Linked DNA regions of Hermetia illucens: region 1 is linked to region 2. A link is a contact called in public Hi-C data. All regions are on one chromosome and are shown on one strand. The core of a region is the stretch at or near the end of the contact, and the rest is flanking DNA. Distances in the headings are between cores, read along the strand shown.

Region 1 (3,879 bases), core at 217-2,716, 140 kb before region 2:
GACGAGGCCAGTAAGACCGAAGATTATAGTTGTTCAAGATAACAAAGCAGCAGAAATAGGTGACTAATAGCCCCAGAACTTGATACGAGAAATCGAAAAATGATTAGTACAAGGCTTGGCGCTACAGTGCAGCTCTAAATTGTGCAAAATTGGGGGAAAGAAGGACTGTCCCTAACCATACCCCTACGCCATTGATTCATTGTCCTGTGACTTCATTATTTTGGAGCACAAACAGGCAACGATTGGAAGACTACGTTAAGCTCCCTTCGGACATGATTGGATGGTTAAACTGCACCTGGTGGATGGCCCAAAAGGTCCAGGGACGATTATGAAACGAACATAAACCCAAATCGGCAGCGCTGGCTTAATGCTTATTCTGCCTCTTCAACACAATCGAGAGAGTGGTCAAAATAATTGCCAGCTCTCGAACGCTGAAATTACATTCGACCAAGCGAAAACTATATAAAATGACGCAAGACGAATCCATTCCATCTCACGTAGTTCTCACCCCCATCGAAATGATTAAAGCAGAGAAAACTTACATTTGCTCCAGCATTTCCAACGCCAGTTTCTGTTGTAGTGCGTCAGTCCACAAAGATCTCAGTTCCTCCCGTCGACAGTGCAAAAGTTGCTTGCAGGCCACCAAATTCTCCTTGACGGCATGGATCTTCTCGCGGCTCGTCCCAATGTGTGCCGATACCTGGCTGAATAGCGGCAGGACCCTAGTCAGCTCCCCGTCATGTTTCGAGACCAACTCGTTCAGTCGCTGATCGGATTTCTTGTACTCCTTCTCGATCTTCTGCTTCTCCTTTTGCCGTTCCTCGTTCGTTTCGCTGAAGCCCAGCGTCTTGATCACGGTGACCAGTGGACCACATCCTATCTGCAAGAGATTCGCAATTTGACTCATTGTGCGCTAAGTGAAGGCAAAGTCCCTGAATAGTGGATATCGAGCTCCTGACACCGCGGCCGAGATAAATACGCGACGGTGCTTGAGATTCGATAAGAAACGCGACGACTGCACTTGCGATAATGAAATCTTAGAACTAGAATCGCGGCGACGGCAAGAACGGAATTACATCATCGCACGATGCGGATTTACTCCCAGCCCGTTGCGCTGATAAATAATATTATCGCGCGCTGTGGCGACACACCAACTAATTAAATCGCGCAATTGCACAAATTACTTTCGTTCGTTTGTGTCCAATAATAAACAACGGGTCGGCCCGAATTGCGGCCCTGTCATCGCATCTGACATTTCGTCGCGGCACTGACAAGTCGATTTTCCAATTGATGTTTCGCCTCCGTTTGGAATGATACGAGCGGGCAGATCGATTTTGACAATGCAGCGAGGATTCAGGAACCTTTTTTCACTGGATTTCGGGAACTGAGCCGTGGGCTTACCTCTTCTTTTCCGTATTTTACACCGCGCGGAGGTTTTGTAGGAGGTGGCGTAGCCATTTTTGATGTTTGACATGCATGTCATCGCTGGTAGGAGGGTGACATCTTGCGGTTGAGTGGTTTTGCATTTGAGGGGCGGAATGTATGGAAGAATGACTCAAAAGCGAGTGGAATCGGTGTTTAGTTCAGCGTCACGATCAGTTGGTGCAGTGGACGCTCGGAATTGTTAGTAATATTACTTGGTGCCGGGTAAATAGTGTTGTGAAGTGTGTGTGTGTGTTGTTTAACTGACCACGGAATGATTATGGAAGGTAACTTGCTTAGAAATTGAACAAATTATGACCCTTCAACTTCTCAAATGTGAAACAACTGAAGGAAAATCCGCTTCTGCATTTCCGCTGCATTCCTCATCTTTACCGCCAGACTGGCAGGAGCCATCTTGGATACGGAAAAATAGGCGCAAGAACCGAATGAATCCAGCTTTGTAAATAAAAAATGGATCAAGATTTTGAAAATTCTGTTTGCCGATGGGAACATTCCAGCTGTTCGCAGCGGTTCAGGTGCATTCCTCGCGTAGATAAGTTAGTTAGGAATATGCCTACTGCTGCCAACGCTACTTCCGCTGACATTGTCCTAAATGGGCTGTAAACCATCAAAACTCTAAGTAAATTGGATCTATCTTCTTTCGGTGGTCAGAGCTTGTAAGCATCTTTGACCGAATGTATTAGGTCGCATTACGAGGTTGGGTGGTTGCCAGGCATATTCTTTGTGCCCCTTGAAGCTCATCTAGTCGCCGCTCATCCTCCTTAAATATTCGATAGCCCATTTTGTTACCACATCTTGCACCCACGTCCGCCCAACTTCCAGCTCGACATGATAAGTAGGTATCAGTCAGCTCTGTGGAGCTCAATGGCCGCTGTGCTGCTACCTTTTTAGACCACAAAGTACTAAGACCATGCCTGCTGTAGGAATAGCATGGGGAGCAGAACCCAGAGTCCGTTGCATTCGCGAAGGGTAGCGGCTCCTCCAATTTACAACTAGAGATCTCTTCGTGGTCCCCAAAAAATTGTTTACCCAGTGTCCGTAGTCCGGGATTAGTTAGGATTCATCATCATCAACGGCGCAACAACCGGTATCCGGTCTAGGCCTGCCTTAATAAGGAACTCCAGACATCCCGGTTTTGCGCCGAAGTCCACCAATTCGATATCCCTAAAAGCTGTCTGGCGTCCTGACCAACGCATCGCTCCATCTTAGGCAAGGTCTGCCTCGTCTTCTTTTTCTACCCCTGGCTTCGCACATTGGTCAGGGTCAGCCTAGTCAGTTAGGATTGCACAATCGCAAAGGAAGCGCTTGAATATTTTTCGCTCCTCTCCGTAACTTTGACAATGCAAATTGTAGGGTGCCAAGTCTGGCGACATGAACGAGAGGGGCGAGGACCAAAGTCTCCCGGATTGGCCATCTGAAGTCAGCGGCTACTAAATAATGCGAGTAGATTTCACCCTTGATAGTTGCCAGCGGGATGCCGACTAGGCCCACCGAGGGCGATGAAGAGCAGAATTCAGTTTGGCCAATTCATGCTCATTCTCCTCTATATACAGAGGAGCGCGTGCCAATACCTGCTACTATACACGGTTCGCCTTTCCTACTTGAGCTACCCTCAATTGTTTCGAACCGTCTCTGACACCAATATTACCGAGTCGTCGATAAAGGTCACCACCTTCTGCCCACTCCAGTACAATATGGGTAGAATTTCGTCCATCACTGTTAACCAAAACACTAGAGAGATGGCGCCTTCCAATCCTAATTTGGTTATTACCTTTTTGATGATTTTGGTACTAATATAATGTATATGGAGGAAGGCAGTTAGAAGATATTTCTGTAATGTACTCATCTGTTACGAAGAGAGCACGGTTTGTATCACATTGCCACCAACATAGTCACCAAGGCTGTCAACCAACCAAACTTACCCCCATTATTGAATCAGACGGCACATGCTGGAACTAACCCGAATGCTAGCAGTTCGTCGAGATGAGGGCCGGGGTTTTAACTCAATAGTCGGACAACTAAACCAACACAGGGTAAGCTAGAAGATACGTGAACTCTCGAGGCGGGCTTATACCACCGAAAATTTCTTTCTTAAAGGAAATAAACTGCCTAATCGCCTAACCAGGGTGGTGACAAAATCGCAAAAAATAACGCGCAGAGGAATCGACTCGGAAGGATTAGCCCCGAATTTATTCTCTCATCTACGCGACGAGTGACTCCCGTCTTCCTTTCGTCTTCATGGGGGCCCGATGACATCATGGCCCTGCGGCGCATTTTTAGTACCTGTAGCCACTCTCCATTGATGCGGAGTGGAAAAGATTGGCTGGGGTTCCTCCTGCTTGACCACCCTGTCGTCCATGGGGATCCTGGTGTTTTGAAAATGCAAAAATTGGACGAGCTTGCTCGTATCCATGCGGATCTTTGGCAACCAGTTGC
Region 2 (4,005 bases), core at 402-2,901:
GTTTACCCGTATGAGACCTGATCGAAAACCTATGCCGGTAAGCAGGAGCTCTTTACTCCATGCCTCGCACATCTCTATGACGGTCAGGGTCAAATTAACGACGGGTTTCCTGGTTCTTGCCTTCACTCCTGGCCACTCCGAGATTTCCCCTCTCTTTGACTCAGGTTTAGATTTCTTGGGAGCATTTCGCTGAGGGTGGGCTGATTGATTTCGGTTGGTTCTCGCTTTGCTAGCTCTGGTTCCGGGAGCTTAGATCTATCCTGAGCCCTCTTAAATGCATCCTCTGGTTTCAGGCCTTCATTCAGATACCATTTAGCAACTGCGCCACTAAGACCTTTTTTCTTCCTGACATCTGATATGGCAACCTCAGATGTATCCTTGCTCGTCAATGGTTTTTGAGTGGAGTGCTTGATCTCCCAACATCTCCGTTTTCGGGTGCACCTGTCTTTTAGTATTTCGGAGATGTACCTCCGCCTGATGGGGCAATTTGTGTGTGATACGCGGTCCAGCTTGTTTGTTATTCCCACGAATATGGGCGTTAGGAGGTCCACCGTGCTCCCTTCGTAAGGTATACTTACTCACTGAGCCGACTGTGTACCAGTAAGGCTCTTTTAGAATACAGCCAGTTACCCTCGACTGCAAATTATTCAATGGACACGGTTTACATAACACCTTGGACTGGGGGAGATATTTCTCGACTCCTCAGTCTAGAATCGTAGCGTTAGTAGGTTCACTTCGTACGGAGTGTGGCTGTAACCACCCACCAACGGTCTTGGGAAACGAGAGGCTTGGCTCCTGGAGAGCCACATATCAACCCCAGAGAGAGATATATTGGCTTCCTGGGCATTAGAATATCCTGCAGTCCACACCCTCGACCTCTTCTTGTACCCAACTTTTTCACTAGTTTTCTTTTTCTATGATCGACTCGCCGTTCGTCTCAGTCGTAGTAGGCTTGATCAGGGCAGTGCCAAGAGTTTCTCAAAACTCCATCTTACACATCTAGCCATCGCCGTTTCGGTTGATGTTTGGGTCGTTTTCCATCCAATTGAATGTTTCGGCTAATTTTAGCTAGTGAGCTTTTTTAGGTACTCATTTAATCTTGCGTCTAAGCGTTTATCATTAATTAGTAGATTAAAAAAAAATGTGTAAACGCCTTCCTGCAGGTTGTCCCAGGTACGGTTAATATTCGGGAAAAATAGCAAAAATAAAGCTGTTGCTCGACCGTGACAGGACTCGAACCTGCAATCTTCGGATTCGAAGTCCGACGCCTTGTCCATTAGGCCACACGGTCCTCGAGCTTCATCCTTTTACCGAAAATACTTTACCAGCTTAATTTCAAAGGACTCAACTTCCTTTGCTCCAAATTCTCTTAGCAAAGACCCAAACACATATCCGGACTTGCTTGATTTTATCTGTTATACAAAAGCCGCGACGTGTATAACAGTTTCATTGAGTTGGAGAAGAGCTCCAAGTTACTTTGGGTGCTTCTGTTTAGATAAAATTCAAGAAGAATTAAAACGAAATTATATTTAAGGTGAGTTAAGGAGAAATAAATATTATATCGTTGGAAATTCGTTAATATAACAATGTATCTGAGTCAGTCATACCAACCTTCCCAGAAAATAAATCAAATCTTTCCCAATTGTCACTTGCCCGTCAACTTTTGACGTTAAATTCCAGGGCAGACTTAGCTACAAGTGCTACGGGGTCTCTTGCCTCATTTACGTGTTTCGGGCCGCGCGATCGTGCTGCAGCTCCAACCGGAATTCTCATAAATCCCGCTCGCCAGGAAATGTTAAATCCACCCGGTCCCAACCGAACGGACTAAGACTGCAACGAGGACTTCTCCACATCGAAAAGAACGGCTTCTTACCTGCAAAGATGGCATCTAGAGGCGGACCAATGATCACTGGGACGGATGGCACCGATTTTCAGCACAGACAGCGAGTGGCAGCGCACTACCAAATCAGGTTAAAATGCATTTATTTACCGGCTCTCAGTTAATTGTGTTCTCATGTCGACTAGTGATATTTTAGGATAATTTTCTTTGAGTTCCCGGCAGATGACTTTCTCATACTTGACACGGCCGCCTTCGGATCTTTGGCCAGGGCCTGTCTCGTCTTTTTTCCGTCAAGTTCCACGTAGACTTGCGCAGAGATGAGGTGGTCAGAGACGCGAATGCAATTGAGAATTTCACTTGCACAGAAGCCCACGGCAAAATGCCAAAATCTGTTTACATTGAGTGATTGAAGGCAGAAGTTCTCTTGATGGATCTTTTTGATGTTTCGTGGGAAGATCCACTAAATTATGTTGGAAAAACGCGGGGTAAAATGTAAAAAATTGAGTAAATGTACCACGGTAAACTCAAAACATGTATACTGTGATCAAACTAATAATTCGGTTCAAGATATAAGTACACTTTTACTACGCTTATAACCAGCATTGAAATGCTATCTGAATATTAAGGATCTTCGTTCCGCGCTGTTCAAGAGTTGATCTCAAGAACCATTGCTCACCGAGCTCGAGTTTTCCCCTAGATGACGGCTGATTTATCTTCAAGAAGATTTGCCACTATCGTCCAAGACTTCTCGGCCTTTATAGGCTCGTAGCAATGGCGCAGTTTTGAGGTGTTGGCACCCAACATAATTTAGGATAATGTCGGGTACATCTCACCTGAAGAATCGATAAGCCGCGGATTAAGATAGAGAATTGCTTTTATCACTTTCTGTTGGTCCTTCTGGAATATAGGATCCTATCAAGGTCATCTTTTTTTCATCGTTGTTCGTTGGAAAGTGGAGAGATTCAAAACCTACTGCTGGCTCATGCCATGCAGTTATGTGAAAACTCCTACTCGCTCACGAAAAGCACCTCTTTCTTCCACTCTCCCCACGGGACTGCTATAAGCATTGCATCGCGGGGCTGGAACACTTTTTAACTGCGGCTCATTATTGTTCGCTGCTTTCTTCGCAGTTCTTTATGACTTGGCTGTTGATGAATAATTTTCAGCTCAATTACCATTTGATTCCACGCCTCCGTTGATTTCAACATAAACTCCACTATATTTTCGGGTGTTAAGCGCATGTCTGCGATCGCCTCCAGGCTAGGTCGGTGTGTTGTAAACCTTGGGCACTCAAATACAACATGCTCCGCATTCTCAGCCACGTTACCACATCTTGGGTAGCATGGCGACTCGTCGTGTCCAAATCGATGTAAATAAGCCTGATAAACTCCACGTCCACTTACTAACTGTGTTAGCTTAGTTCCCCGTGGCTTCTTTCAATCCATCTTCGAATGGAATGGAATTATACGGTAGGTCCAACGGCCAGTTTGTGCCTCGTTCCATCTCTTCTGCCATTCTGCGATGGATTCCCACCGTGCTAGTTGCCGTCGAAGTACAACAGACTCCCCAATTGCATACATTTTGTCGTAGAGATGCCAACCTGCAATTACATATGCTGCTTCTCCTGATGTTGTTCGATAAGCACTGCATACCCGGAGTGCACTTAGTCGATACGTTATTCCTAGTTTTCCGCAGTTTGATTTGATTTCCAGAACGGTTGTCCAAACTGGAGCTGCGTAGAGCAGCACGGAACTAACTACCCTTGAAATATGACGACGTCGACTTTGCCTTGGTCCGCCAATGTTCGATAGTATCCTCGAAATCGTTGCAGGGATGGAAGACGCTTTAGTTGCAGCGCACTCAATGTGTTTTTTAAAGTTGAGGCTTTTGTCAATTATTATTCCCAAATATTTAAGCGACTCTTGGGAGTAATCAAGGTCATACCTCGTATGACATTTACAGGTCACACACCAGCTTAGATTACAAGTGGAAAGACAACCAGCTTAGATGAAATGGCAATGAAATATCGTTTCAAACGTCCTCAGCGGAATTACGAACATCAACACGAATGGAAATTAGCCCTCACACCTGTCTCTCTTTTTGTAGTTCTGACACAATAGTTTGCTTTCTGATGAGCGCCTACCGCTTTTAATTTGCTAACTTTA

Evidence for each region. Hi-C and Micro-C count contacts between places; a contact is called where the count stands out from the background.
Region 1: a contact with region 2 is called in a Hi-C map of whole body, with 4 times the contacts expected there. The contact joins the promoter of LOC119660491 here to the promoter of LOC119660498 in region 2. A contact is called at or near these places in 2 of 2 Hi-C or Micro-C datasets (an unstated tissue and whole body).

Annotation. Positions count from the first base shown.
Region 1 is chr6:4,838,940-4,842,818 of iHerIll2.2.curated.20191125, reverse strand. LOC119660491 (exocyst complex component 4) reads right to left here and starts at 1,466. Exons shown (of 10, transcript XM_038069078.1): 1 at 1,402-1,466; 2 at 543-880. The coding sequence starts at 1,458. It overlaps LOC119660492 (katanin p60 ATPase-containing subunit A-like 1), which reads left to right and starts at 1,621. Exons shown (of 6, transcript XM_038069083.1): 1 at 1,621-1,709.
Region 2 is chr6:4,698,741-4,702,745 of iHerIll2.2.curated.20191125, reverse strand. LOC119660498 (protein jagunal) reads left to right here and starts at 1,651. Exons shown (of 3, transcript XM_038069093.1): 1 at 1,651-1,970. The coding sequence starts at 1,882. The region is part of intron 3 of LOC119660492 (katanin p60 ATPase-containing subunit A-like 1); the gene reads left to right. It overlaps Trnar-ucg (a tRNA gene), which reads right to left and starts at 1,291; the gene lies at 1,219-1,291.